2 separate regions of the Danio rerio genome follow, and region 2 is linked to region 1. The links are chromatin contacts, called in public Micro-C maps. All regions are on one chromosome and are shown on one strand. Each heading gives the region's core, a stretch centred on a gene start, on an enhancer-like site or on the middle of the called end of the contact. The rest is flanking DNA. Distances are from core to core; before and after follow the strand shown.

What was found. Hi-C and Micro-C count contacts between places; a contact is called where the count stands out from the background.
Region 2: a contact with region 1 is called in a Micro-C map of caudal fin, with 2.9 times the contacts expected there. The contact joins the promoter of LOC797620 here to the enhancer-like site in region 1. A contact is called at or near these places in 1 of 18 Hi-C or Micro-C datasets (caudal fin) and 1 of 4 datasets of contacts at active chromatin or transcription factors (caudal fin).

The regions. Positions count from the first base shown.
Region 1 is chr13:48,456,831-48,463,302 of GRCz12tu, forward strand. It overlaps zbtb8os (zinc finger and BTB domain containing 8 opposite strand), which reads left to right. Exons shown (of 7, transcript NM_001017687.1): 4 at 2,799-2,881; 5 at 2,964-3,016. Among named protein-coding and RNA genes, the nearest start is that of zbtb8os, 14 kb to the left of the region's middle. Within about 2 kb of position 2,956, at least 12 of the 62 cell types and tissues checked have an H3K27ac peak or open chromatin away from gene starts, as enhancers often do. A contact at or near this core is called in caudal fin, where this site is marked.
Region 2 is chr13:48,588,315-48,594,786 of GRCz12tu, forward strand. It overlaps LOC797620 (V-set domain-containing T-cell activation inhibitor 1), which reads right to left and starts at 3,792. Exons shown (of 4, transcript XM_021480896.3): 1 at 3,676-3,792. The coding sequence starts at 3,718. LOC141377063 (a long non-coding RNA gene) reads left to right here and starts at 5,550. Exons shown (of 3, transcript XR_012388923.1): 1 at 5,550-5,661.

The DNA.
Region 1 (6,472 bases), core at 1,706-4,205:
AATAATATTTGTTTTTTCTTTTAAGTACTGTGTGCATTTAAAGGACAGTTCACACAATACAAATCTTTATCCGTTTTTTTTATTTTGCTGTACACAAAAGAAGATATTTTGAAGAATGTTAAAAACCTGTTGACGTCCATTTACTTGCCAAAACAAATACTAGGGAAGGTAATGGTTACAGGTTTCCCGCTTTCTTCAAAATGTTTTCTTCTGTGAAACAAAGAAACATAAACAGTTAAGGGTGAGTAAATGATGACAGATTTTTTGGTTTTGGGTAACTTTGCCTTTAGTTAACAGTGCAGAGGGAAAGAACAAAAACACCATGTTTATACATTGCAGTTATTTAAATCATGGTTTATTTTCAGCTGCTGTTGAAAGTGTGGAAATAACCAAAATTGAATATTCCAAGGCATTGTGTGACTGAGAAATAGGCGTAATGTGTTTTTAAATGAGTCACAAAAAACACAATTAAATTGCTTAAATATTCTGTTTGTTCTTTTCCCAGCAAGACTGAAATAACTATTTTATCATTCAAGAAAAACAAGTCGCATATAAAACTTTTGTCACTTCATTGTTAAAGCAGATGCACTTCCAGGGCTGCCGCAATAACTTTAAACTGAAATTGAGTCATCTTAAAGAGACAGTACACACCAAAAATTAAAATTAAACAATTTACTCATCTAAAACCTGAAGATTTTTTTGAAGAAAGCTGAAAACCTGTAACCACTGACTTTCCTAATGTTTATTTTTCTACTATGAAAGTCAATGTTTACAGGTTTGCAGTTTTCTATCACAATATCTTCAGGTTTTGGATGAATAAATAACAGAATCTTCATTTTTGGGGTGTACTGTCGATTTAAGAAAACTTAATTTAAGTTTAAAGTTATTGCGGTAGCCCTGAAAGTGTGTCAGCTTGAACTACAAAGTTTAATATGCTACTTTATTACAGAAAAAAGAAACTCTTTAAGGCGTGAAACTATTTAAAGGAGATTAAATAGTGGGTAAATTTTTCTTTTGGGGTGAACTATCCTTTTAAATTCAACTTTGTCTAAGGCTGTAATAAAATACTGCGGTCACACTTTACAATAAGGTTCATTAGTTAATGTTAATTAATGCATTTACTAACATAAACAAACAATGAACAACACATCTACTACTGTATTTGTTCATGTTAGTTAACGTTAGTTGATGAAAATACAGTCGTTCATTGTTAGGTCATGTTAACTCATGGTGCATTAACTAATGTTAGCAAGCATGGACTTGAATGTTAATAATGCATTAGTAAATGTTCAATTATGATTAATAAATGCTGTACAAGTGTTGTTCATGATTAGTTCATGTTAGTAAATGCATTAACTAATGAACCTTATTGTAAAGTGTTACCAATACTGCTCTAAAACTTAGAGGTAGGAATAAGTGGTAGGAAGATGAAATCCGGACATGACAGGAAAGAAATTTAGTGCCTTTTTTATTTTTTTGAAATATTTTATTTGGTTGTTTTCTTGCATGTCAAGGAAAAATCAAACATGGATAACATGTAGAAAATTACTTATAAAAGGAAACTGGCAACTATGATCTTTGGCAACTATAGTTGCCGGTGGCCTTAAATAGGTTATAGTTTAAGCTGACACACTTTCAGGGCTGCCTCAACCACTTTAAACTGAAATTAAGTTATCTTAAAAAGACAGTACACCCCCCCCCCCACCCCCCCACCCCCCAAAAAAAAAGAAAATTAAACAATTTACTCATGTAAAATCTGAAGATATTTTGAATAAAGCTGAAAAGCTGTAACCACTGACTTTCCTAATGTTTGTTTTTCCTACTATGAAAGTCGATGAATACAGGTTTGCAGTTTTCTTTCAAAATATCTTCAGGTTTTGGATCGAGCAAATAGTTGAATTTTCATTTTGGGGTGTACTGTCTCCTTAAGATGTCTCAATTTCAGTTTGCAGCCCTGAAAGTGTGCTGCTTAAACTACAAAGCGACAAAAGTTTAAAGAGACAGTACACTCCAAAAATGAATATTCAATTATTTACTCGTCCTCCACTTGAGTTTCTTACTTCTGTTGAACACAAAGAAAGAAATACTGAAGAATGATTGTATTCTTTGTTCCTATTATGGAAGTCAGACCTCACATTCTTCAAATCATCTTCTTTTGTGTTCAATCGAAGAAAAAACTCTTAAAAGTTTGGAGTAAATGATGAAGAAATATTCAATTTTGAGTGAACTATCCCATTAGTCCCTTGATTATCAGGGGTCGCCACAGCAGAATGAACCGCCAGCTATTTTAGCATATGTTTTACACATGCGGATGTCACAACCCAGTACTGGGAAACACCAATAAACTCACATTCACACACATACACTACGGCCAATTTAGTTTATTCAATTCTTCAAAGCGCATGTCTTTGGACTGTGGACCGGAGGAAACCCACGCCAACACAGAAATGCCAACTGGCCCAGCCGGGTCTCGAACTAGTGAATTTCTTGCTGTGAAGACCACAGAGCCATCATATCGCATACTATCCCATTAACATAATAAAAAAGACCAATAAATAAATTAAACAGAAAACTATAATAGTAAAGCTTATTTCTTTTAAATACAGCAATATATAAAGTGTTAGTAACCAATATTCATCGTTTTTGAATTCTGTCTTACACAACGGCCCTCTTAGGAGTCAAAAGGCTGTTTCATTGACCAAGAAAAGCAGAAAAAGTGAATCATTGTCTTCATGATGCTCTGTGTGGGAACAGGACTGGTTAGACCAGATGGTAACTTTATCTTGTGTTTGTTTCAGGAGATGATATGGAGTCACTTCTTTACCACTTTCTGGATGACTGGCTCTTCAAATTCAGCGCCGATATCTTCTTCATCCCACGGGTATCATACACACAGTACACACATTGAGCTTACATCCTCTTTCCATGTTCTCCAACAAGCACACCCTTTTCCTGTTTTTCAGGAGGTGAAGGTGTTACACATTGACAGAATGCGCTACAAGATCCGCTCAATAGGGTGAGTGCAGACTCTGTGTAGTAATACATGGCTCACATGGGTGCTGAAAATCATAGAAAATGCTGACATTTTATCTTAAAGGACACCTATGATCAAAATCATCATTTGTAAGCTGTTTGGACAGCACTGTGTGTAGGTATAGTGTGTCCACAGTCATACTGGGCTGATATAAACACAACATGTCTCTTTTTTTTAAATTGCCTGATGTTGAAGTAAGATCCAAATCCCCCCCATTTCTCACAGCTGCATCTTAACATGTCTCCGTAGTAACGCGTACAATAATATCAACAAGACAGGACATGCGCAAAGCAACTGGGATTAAAAGATGGGTTTAGCTCTCTGTGATCATCAATCATCATCAAATGTGATCAAGAATGACGTGTACAAGTTTAAAATGTTTTTAAAACAGTGCATGTTTGTAATGAATTACAGCAATTTTACTGTCTTTACTTTAGCACCACCGTCGCTTGTCAGTACAATTATAAAAGAAAACGATTCAATCCCGGTATGTGGAGGTTAAATCAGGTTTATTTTGTACACTAACATAACGGATGTCCATACAGCAGTGCATATCCTGTCACATTTTCCATGCAAAAACAGTGCAAAGGTAAGCACACACGCTGTGTGTGTGTGTGTGTGTGTGTGTGTGTGTGTGTGTGTGTGTGTGTGTGTGTGTGTGTGTGTGTGTGCAGGGGCAGACTGGGACAAAAATTTAGCCCTGGCACTGTATAGCCACATCACCCCACATTCCCACACTGACACAGCCCCACCCATGGGCACACACATCCACTTCTCATATTGGTGTACAGATGGTGAAATAATATAGGCAGTACCATATCATATGCAATAGATATTTAAACATTTAATGTATTTGACTGGAACAAAAACAACCCGTTAATAACAAATTTATACATACAGTAAAAATGAAATAAAAAACAATCTGTGAATCTTGCCCTCTACAGAAAGTCTGAAATTACTATAGAAATGGGCCACATTCTAGGGACATTCCTAGCAAAACAAATAAACATAACATTTGTCATGACCTGTCAGTCAAAAGCATCTCGCTATAGCTACTTAATTTATAATATAGCCAAATAAATTTTATTTTGCTGTATAAGCTGTTTATTTTGACATTCTTTTAACATCTAGGCTCATTGTTGATTATACAGATTTATATTTTAAATACACCCTTTTAAGTAATGAGCTGTTCATCTTCTGTGATTGTGACAATCTTTTTGTAAAAACAGTGATATTTCAGTTGCATCCACTCTCACACTAAAAAAATAGCATAGTAATTTATAGCAATATATAGTGTTGAAAAAAAAGTATTGTTTATAAAAATATCATAAAAAGCCTATTTAAATTCTATAGTTACTATGGCATCACAACAATAAGCATAACCCAATACTGAAAAAACAATTCAAAACACTATAATATTTACTATAAATAAATTATCATGGTAGTTTTTTCTTGAGGTCATTGATCTGTGATAAAAAAATAAAAAAAAATGTCGATCTCTGCCACTGGTGCTGTTTCCAGGTGGCAAAACAGTGAAATTCGGGAAGTGTCCGACTTTTGATGTATTATTATTATTATCATTATCATTTTCATTATCATAGTATTCACATCTTGCAAGAGATAAATGCTGCCTGCATGTAAAAACAATACATTAAAAAAAAAATTATTAAAAAAACTGACCGACCCACATTTGAAACATGGTCCAACCCTTCTGGCATTTGCCAGAATTGCCAGATGGCCAATCTGCCCCTCTGTGTGTGTGTGTGTGTGTGTGTGTGTGTGTGTGTGTGTGTGAACTTTGTAACAACATTGTGTGGTACTCATTGTTGCAGAAAGGCTTGAATTAACTTCACAACAGACACAAAGGACTTATCTTAAATCATGAAAAAGGGGTAAAATATGTGCCCTTTAAATGATTTATCTCATTAATCTTTTATCTTAACTAGTGTCTTTAACCCTCCTGTTGTCTTAATATTCTGTGCACTGTTTGTCCTAAGGGTCATAAATGAGCCGCCTCCACTTAACCTCTAATATAAAGCAGCTACATTTAATTTCAATCCTCAAATCTATTTTGCATGAAGAAACAACCTCATCTTCATCACAAACACTGTGAATATTTGGATATTCCCTCATCTGTGTGTAGTATTTCATCAATGTTTAATCAGAGAGCAACACTAAAGTGAAAGGTTTATTTTCTAATGGTAAAATACCGGCATAAGCCATTCATTCATTTCTCTTCAACTTAGTCCCTTATTTATCAGGGGTCGTCACAGCGGAATGAACCACCAACTATTCCAGCTTATGTTTGATGCAGCTGATGCCCTTCCAGCTGCAACCCAGTACTGGGAAACACCCATACACTTATATTCTCACACACACTCATACATTACGGCCAATTTTGTTAACCCTTTTCACCTATAGCGCATGTCTTTGGACTGTGGGGGAAACAGGAGCACCCAGAGAACATGCATGGAGTTATAAACATGGAGAGAACATGCAAACTCCACACAGAAATGCCAACTGGACCAGCCAGGCTCTAACCACAGTGACCTTCTTGGTGTAAAAATGATTTTATAGGTGACGTGTTGTACGTAGCGAAAGCACCACACTCGGCACATAGCATGAGGACGACCCTATTAAAAGAAGTCACAGCTTTCCTGCTCCCCAAGTGCGCGCACACACACACACATTTCTCGAATTATTGGAGAAGTGTGAGTGCTCTGAATCGGCTCAGACAGGGTTCACTTGGCCGGCCCTGGCCCGGTTGGAGGAGGTGTGTCAGAGCGCGGTTCACTTGGGTTTTGCCGCGGTATGCTTGTAGTGTGAGTGCAAAGTGCGCCTGAGCCCGAAACTGAAGACGAGAAGTGACTTTTAGAGACTGTTTTATATGGATTTATTAATCATTCTTACTGTTCAATGAAGGCAAACTGTCGTAGAATATTAAATACGCAAACCCCTCACTGCACGACAGCTGCACCTTCAGCAAATCTCCTAATACCTGCAGCACGAGGAGTTTATTTTTTGTTTATGAGCGTCAAAAGTGGAGGATCTGTTCGGCGAAATATTTGACTGCATGTCACTGCATCCTAAATAACTAAAACGACAACTGAAAAAATCTCCACTGTGCTGAGTAAAATTGTTTACTGAACAGTGATGACGTAAGCGTGCCCAGGCCCAAATGTAATGTAAGTGCAGGCTTTCAGGGGAGACAGGAGGGGGACAAGTGTGCTTCGGCCTGATTCAAGTCAACTGTACATAGTGTGAATACGCCCTAAGACAAAATACTGTCCTATTAACTTTTAACAGAGTATCTCACCAGATGACTGTAGGGTTTAAGGCATAATGAACACATGGTCACACGGTTCACCCAAAAAATTAAAATTCTTTCATCGTTTACTTGTTGCTATTTCCAAACCTGTTATGAGATTTTTTTGTTCA
Region 2 (6,472 bases), core at 2,542-5,041, 130 kb after region 1:
GCTGGCGTTCACTGGCTGCTTCACGTGCACATGCATCAAGCAACTGAAGCAAAGCTTGAAGGTAAACAAACAGCAGTTTATCACAAGCATTTTATCTATCATTTTTTCCCCACAGTTGGCATTAAGAAGGAAGACAAAAACGTTGTCTGACTAACAACTAGTAGCTAAATGTGTCTGGAAAAATATTCAAAGGCCTTTATTTTTGTAAACAATGTGGATGTGAATGTGTCTGAATTTCCTGATTGGCTAGAGTAGACGTCTCACATCAGCGCATTCTAGATGTGAACGTGCTCTTTCCGGTAATCTTCCTTCGGTGTTTACACAGCGCAGCATTCCGGAAAATTACAAGTAATGTTACAACTTCTCTTTCTGGAAACTTGCCTAACAAATTAACAGTATTTTCAAAAAGGGCCCGTTCACACATAGAGACCTTTCTGGAAAATTGCCAGTAATTTTCCAGAAAGGTCTATAGCCAATAATTTTCCGGAAAGGTCTGTATGTGTGAAAGGGGCAATTATCTAATTTCCACATAGATATCACAATGTGTGCATTGCCAATAGTCACGTCGCAAAGATATGCAATGTTGAGTCTGAATTAGTTGAACAGAATTGTATCTGATTACTGTATTTACACAGAATTATATGAATTATGCAAAAATAAAAATCATAGAATTTGTGTAGTTTCTAGTCCAAATATCCACATTTCAAAGCGAAAACAAAATTTAATCGTCCACTACTGCCAGACAATTTAGCTTGTTTTAAGGAAAAATTTGACTGACAGTGAAAACAAAGCAGTATTTTACTTGCTCTAAGATTTTTGTGATATTTGAATTGGAAATGAGACCAAAAAAGAGAGAAAAGCTTTGTATTTGGATTGTGATAATTCAGTTTCTGTACCTGAATAAATCCTGTAAAACTTTGTTCATAACACAATGTTGATCACAGTAAAATAAAACATAGCAATATCAGATTTTTCCAATATCATAACATCAACTAGTGCCAACAAGTAGCACTTTGTATTTTAATAATGCATTAGTAAATGCTGAATGATGATTAATAAATGCTGTACAAACATCATTCATGTTACTAAATGTAAATACAATAACATGAACTATTAAAACATTATTGTAAAATATCACCCAACATCTGAAACCTGAAATGTTATCAGACCTTTACAGAACATGAAGAAGAGAATTACCAAATATTAACACTTAACTCAAACACATACCAGTAAATACAGTATTATTTCAGAGTATCCCTTTTTCAGCATAGAAGAATGAGAAGAGTAATCCAGTCTCATTTATAAATTCACCTGCTGCCACAAGTGCTATATGTAATAGCTAGCAGGACTGAAGTAAAACACAAAACAAGAACAACTGCTTCAGGTTTCTCATTTAAAAAGTCACCAAAGATTAAAAAAAAAAAAAAAAAAAAAAAAGGTGGAATAGTGAAAAAGCAATATTTTTACTTGCTCTAAGAATTTCTAGATACTTGAACTGGAAATGAGACAAAAAGTAAGAAAAGCTTTGTTTTTGCATTGTGATGATGCCGTTTCTGTACCTGAATCCTGTTAGACTCTCTAGAAAAATATCAAATAGAGCTATTCAAATCATCCTGTGATACTGTGTTCATATCGCAATATCAGATTTTTCCAATATCACAGCATCAACTAATGCCAACAAGCAGCATTTTGTGTTTTAATAATGCATTAGTAAATGCTGAATTATGATTAATAAATGCTCTACAAACAACAGTCATGTTACTAAATGCATTAACATGAACTATTAAAACATTATAGTAAAATCACCCAACGTTTAAAACCTGAAATGTTATCAGACCTTTACAGAACATGAAGAGAATAACCAAATATTAACACTTAACTCGAACACATACCCAGTAAATACAGTATTATTTCAGAGTATCTCTTTCTCAGCATAGATGAATGAGAAGAGTAATCAGGTCTCATTTATAAATCCACCTGCTGCCACACGGGCTACATCTAATAGCTAGGACTGAAGTAAAACACAAAACATGAACAACTGCTTCAGGTTTCTCATTTAAAAGTCACCAGAGATTTAAAAAAGAAAAGGTGGAATAGTGAAAACAAAGCAAAACCCAGTAAATACAGTATTATTTCAGACTGTCTCTTTTTCAGCATAGATGAATGAGAAGAGTAAAGTCAGGTCAGTTTATAATCCACCTGCTGCCACAAGCGCTCTAGCGGAGGCTTAGGACTGAAGTAAAATACAAAACATGAACCACTGCTTAAGGTTTCTCTATTAAAAGTCACCATAAATTTAAAAAAGCATCAAATAAAAGGATTAAACACCAGTAAACAACATCAGCAAATGCTTAACCTTTGCATAGCCTATTTGCGCTGCTCTGTATAGGTTATTTTCCTCCTCAGTTTTACACTAGTAAGCACGCAAACTATGGCAAACTATTTTGACATTTAATCAATAGCCCGTACTAGTATTTATTTTCATGTTACTAGTGTTTATTTTTTAATACTAGTATTACTTTTCCATTAAATACTAGAACTTACTCATTAGATACTAGTGTCTATTTAAGTGGTACTAGTTCTTATTTATTAGATACCAGTACTTATTTTAATAGTGACTAGCAACTACTCTGTTAATGTTTCTAGTAACAAATTTTAAATGTTTCCATTGATTTCTATGGGATCTGTCATTAAGATCTCAACTATTTAGTTTTGACTAGTGTGTATTCCTTCATATTTTTACGTACAAATTTTTTTCGTATATATTTTTATGTACTAGCAGGTAATCATTAGGTACTACTTATTATTTACTAGCATCTAATTTATACATACTAGTACTTTAGTATTAGATACTAGTACTTATTCAGGTACTTCTACTTATTCATTAGATACTAGTATCTATTTAATAGATACTAGTATTTCTTAAATAGATACTGGTACCAATTCATTAGATATTAGTAACTATTAAATAGACACTAGTAGTTTTTTCATTAGCACTAGTATTTATTTATTAAGCAGTAGTATCTTTAATAACTATTACTAGTAACTATTCTTATTTTACTAGTCAGTCCTGCTTTTTTACTTGTCTTATCTTTATTTTACTAGTAAAATTACTCTTTATTTGGACTAGTCATAACATTTTTACTAGTAACATTTCAAACAAGAACTAATATTTAATAAATGTGTACTAGTATATTTTACATAAGTTGTAGTATCTATTTATTAAGTAATAGTATTTGTTTAATAAGTACTAGTATCTAATGAATGAGTACTAGTATCTAATAAAAAGAACCAGTAATGAGTTTAAGGTCTAGTATATTTTTATAAAGCACTAGTATCTAAGGAATAGGCAGTAGCATCTACGAATAAGTTCTAGTATTAAATGGAAAAGATACTAATATCTAAAATAAATAAATAAATAAATCACTAGTAGTAACATGACTATAAATACTAGTACGGGCTAAAGATTAAATGTTATGACGGCTTGCCATACACAGCAAGATCGAGCAACTATTTGGATGTAACTTTGATTTGACTCACTTTAAAGCAAACTTTTGCAACCTAAAAGCGACGTTTTGCGCTCTGGCTTCGAGATCTTGTGCAAAATTACTGTCAAATCCTACAATAGCACATGCAACAGAGTTTAGACAACGGCGGGAAAAGCTCTGCACTAACCTGCACATTGCAGTAATGTCCACAACAGAAGAAAAAACAGCATCGTTTCTGACGGTGAGGATTTGATGAGAAACGTGTTAAACGTCCGATAGGCAGAACAGCTCGACCATAGACTGTAACGTTACACAACTGGAGCGTCACTTAGTGCTATGCTCAGGTAAACTCAGACTGTGTGGTAATCTCTCTTGGTTGAGGGAGTCCATTTGGAAAAAAAAAAACAAAAAACGCAGGCGACCTCCTCCATCCCAAGCAGAAAAACTTGACAAATAAAGCGAATAAAACATCTGCATCTGTTGAAAGAATAAAATATAACAATAAAAAACACATTTAGAGGCGTAGCTGAATGAAATAGCCTACTGTATCTCATTGAAGTTGAATTTATATTCGGACATTCGTCCATTTTTTCAACTGTGACGGCTTGTTTACCGAGCTACTTTGAATATTTGGCTCAGAAATCGCATGCAAGTATGACTTCAAAACAATATTACCACTACTAATTGGCTGTAAACGTTGTTTATAGCTGCTAATATGAATTCAGTATTTAGATTTAGCGAAGAACACTTATTTGGAATGATCTTAAGTATATGTCCGAATATAAAATCAACTTTACCTCAATCTGTATGCCTATAGATTGAACTATAATAAAGATTCAAATGCTAAATTCAGTACGTGGCAGGCTGCCTTTCACTGCACATCTGTTGAAAGCGTGGCGGCAGCAGCTTCCTATGCGTTTCCTTGGCATTCTCATCTAATCTCGGGATTCGGTGTTTTCGGACCAGAGCGTCACCCACGTCACCTAGTTTTTTATATATATATATATATATTTGACTGCGGTACTTGGGGTGGTTACCATTAGATTATAATCTAATGGTAACCACCCCAAGTACCGCAGTCAAATACTATAATAATAATAATAATAATAATAATAATAATAATAATAAATATATATATATATATATATATATATATATATATATATATATATATATATATATATATATATATATATATATATATATGACTGCAGTACTTGGGGTGGTTACCATTAGATTATAATCTAATGGTAACCACCCCAAATACCGCAGTCAAATACTATAATAATAATATAATATATATATATATATATTATATTATATATATATATATATATATATATATATATATATATATATATATATATATATATATATATATATATATATTTGACTGCGGTACTTGGGGTGGTTACCATTAGATTATAAGTACCGCAGTCAAATACTATAATAATATAATATATATATAATATATATATATATATATATATATATATATATATATATATATATATATATATATATATATATATATAAATATATATATATATATATATATATATATATATATATATATATATATATATATATATATATATAAATAAAATATAAAAATATATATAATATATTTCATTGTATATTAAATCATATTTAATTATGTAATAATTTATTTGTTTTGATTTCATACAACGTATGAAAGAAAACAATGTAATATAGTTTATAGGTATAATTGATTCATTCATTTTTTTCTCGGCTTAGTCCCTTTATCAATCTGGGGTCGCCACAGTGGAATGAACCGCCAACTACTCCAGTCAGGGGCGTAGATTTAGGGTGGAGGTGTCCCCACCAATATCCACAAAGTACTGAAATGTCCCCACCAATAATTTAATTCCCTTAAAAACATCGCGCTGTCAGTATAAACTGTATAAACCTAGCCACGCTGAAAGGGTTAAATCACCTTCTCTCCTCAAGTCGCACCGCCCCCAGACACATATGAACATTTTGATTGGCTGTGCCTTTCTCTGCTATCATGTTGAGAGGCTCCTTTCAGATACAAGCAGCGCCAAAACTACTGCGCGGGGGGGATTTCCCAATGTGTGTGAGGTGTCTGACACGCACAAGGATGAAGGTAGTAAAAAAAGGTGGACATGAAGAGCTTTTTTCAACGAAAAGTGTAAGTCACATTTAACTCAAGTTCGCTACTGAATGAGTACATATTTCGAGTGTTTTTCACCGATTTTGCGGTCAGTCTAACCTTATAGCAGATTGATATAGTCTGTGAACAATATTCCCTGTAAACTAACTGCAGAATACATGTAAATGTATATGACCCTGCCAGTTCTCCTAATCTCTTAGAGTAACATCACCAATTTCGGTTAAAACATTTTGTCAGAAAAACTACAGCCTGTGCTTCATCTTTTAATACATGTTTAATTTGTACAAAAAAAATAAAAAATCTTTATGAAACTCTCTCCTTATCAATTAATAAACATTATTTTAACATTAAACTTTTGGGCCTGTAGCCAGGTTTTTGAAAGAAGGGGTTTGTTTTCTGAAAAACTTAACATTTTTTCAATAATTCACCTGATTAATTATTCATTCTGTTTATTTGAGGTATACATATTAAATTTCATTGACATATTAAGAACTAATTTTTGCTGGGTTATCTTTTTAGGTAGTTATTATAACTATACTTTTTGATGTACCAAAAATATTTCCTACCATTTTGTCAAATTGCTTTACTTTTATTACAGTTTTATAAATAATAAAAATACATTGAATTAGAAATTAGAACTTTAAATTCTTAGAAAAAAGAAATCAAGAGTTCAGATGCCCAAACCTCTAAATGCCATGTAAAATGAGCATTTTTCTCAGCCTTGTATATTTATGTTCAGTTATTTCACTTTAACAGCAATGAAAAGAAATGTATTTGTCTCTATAAAAGTAAAATCACTGAGTCCACACACAGGAGTTGGAGAAAAATG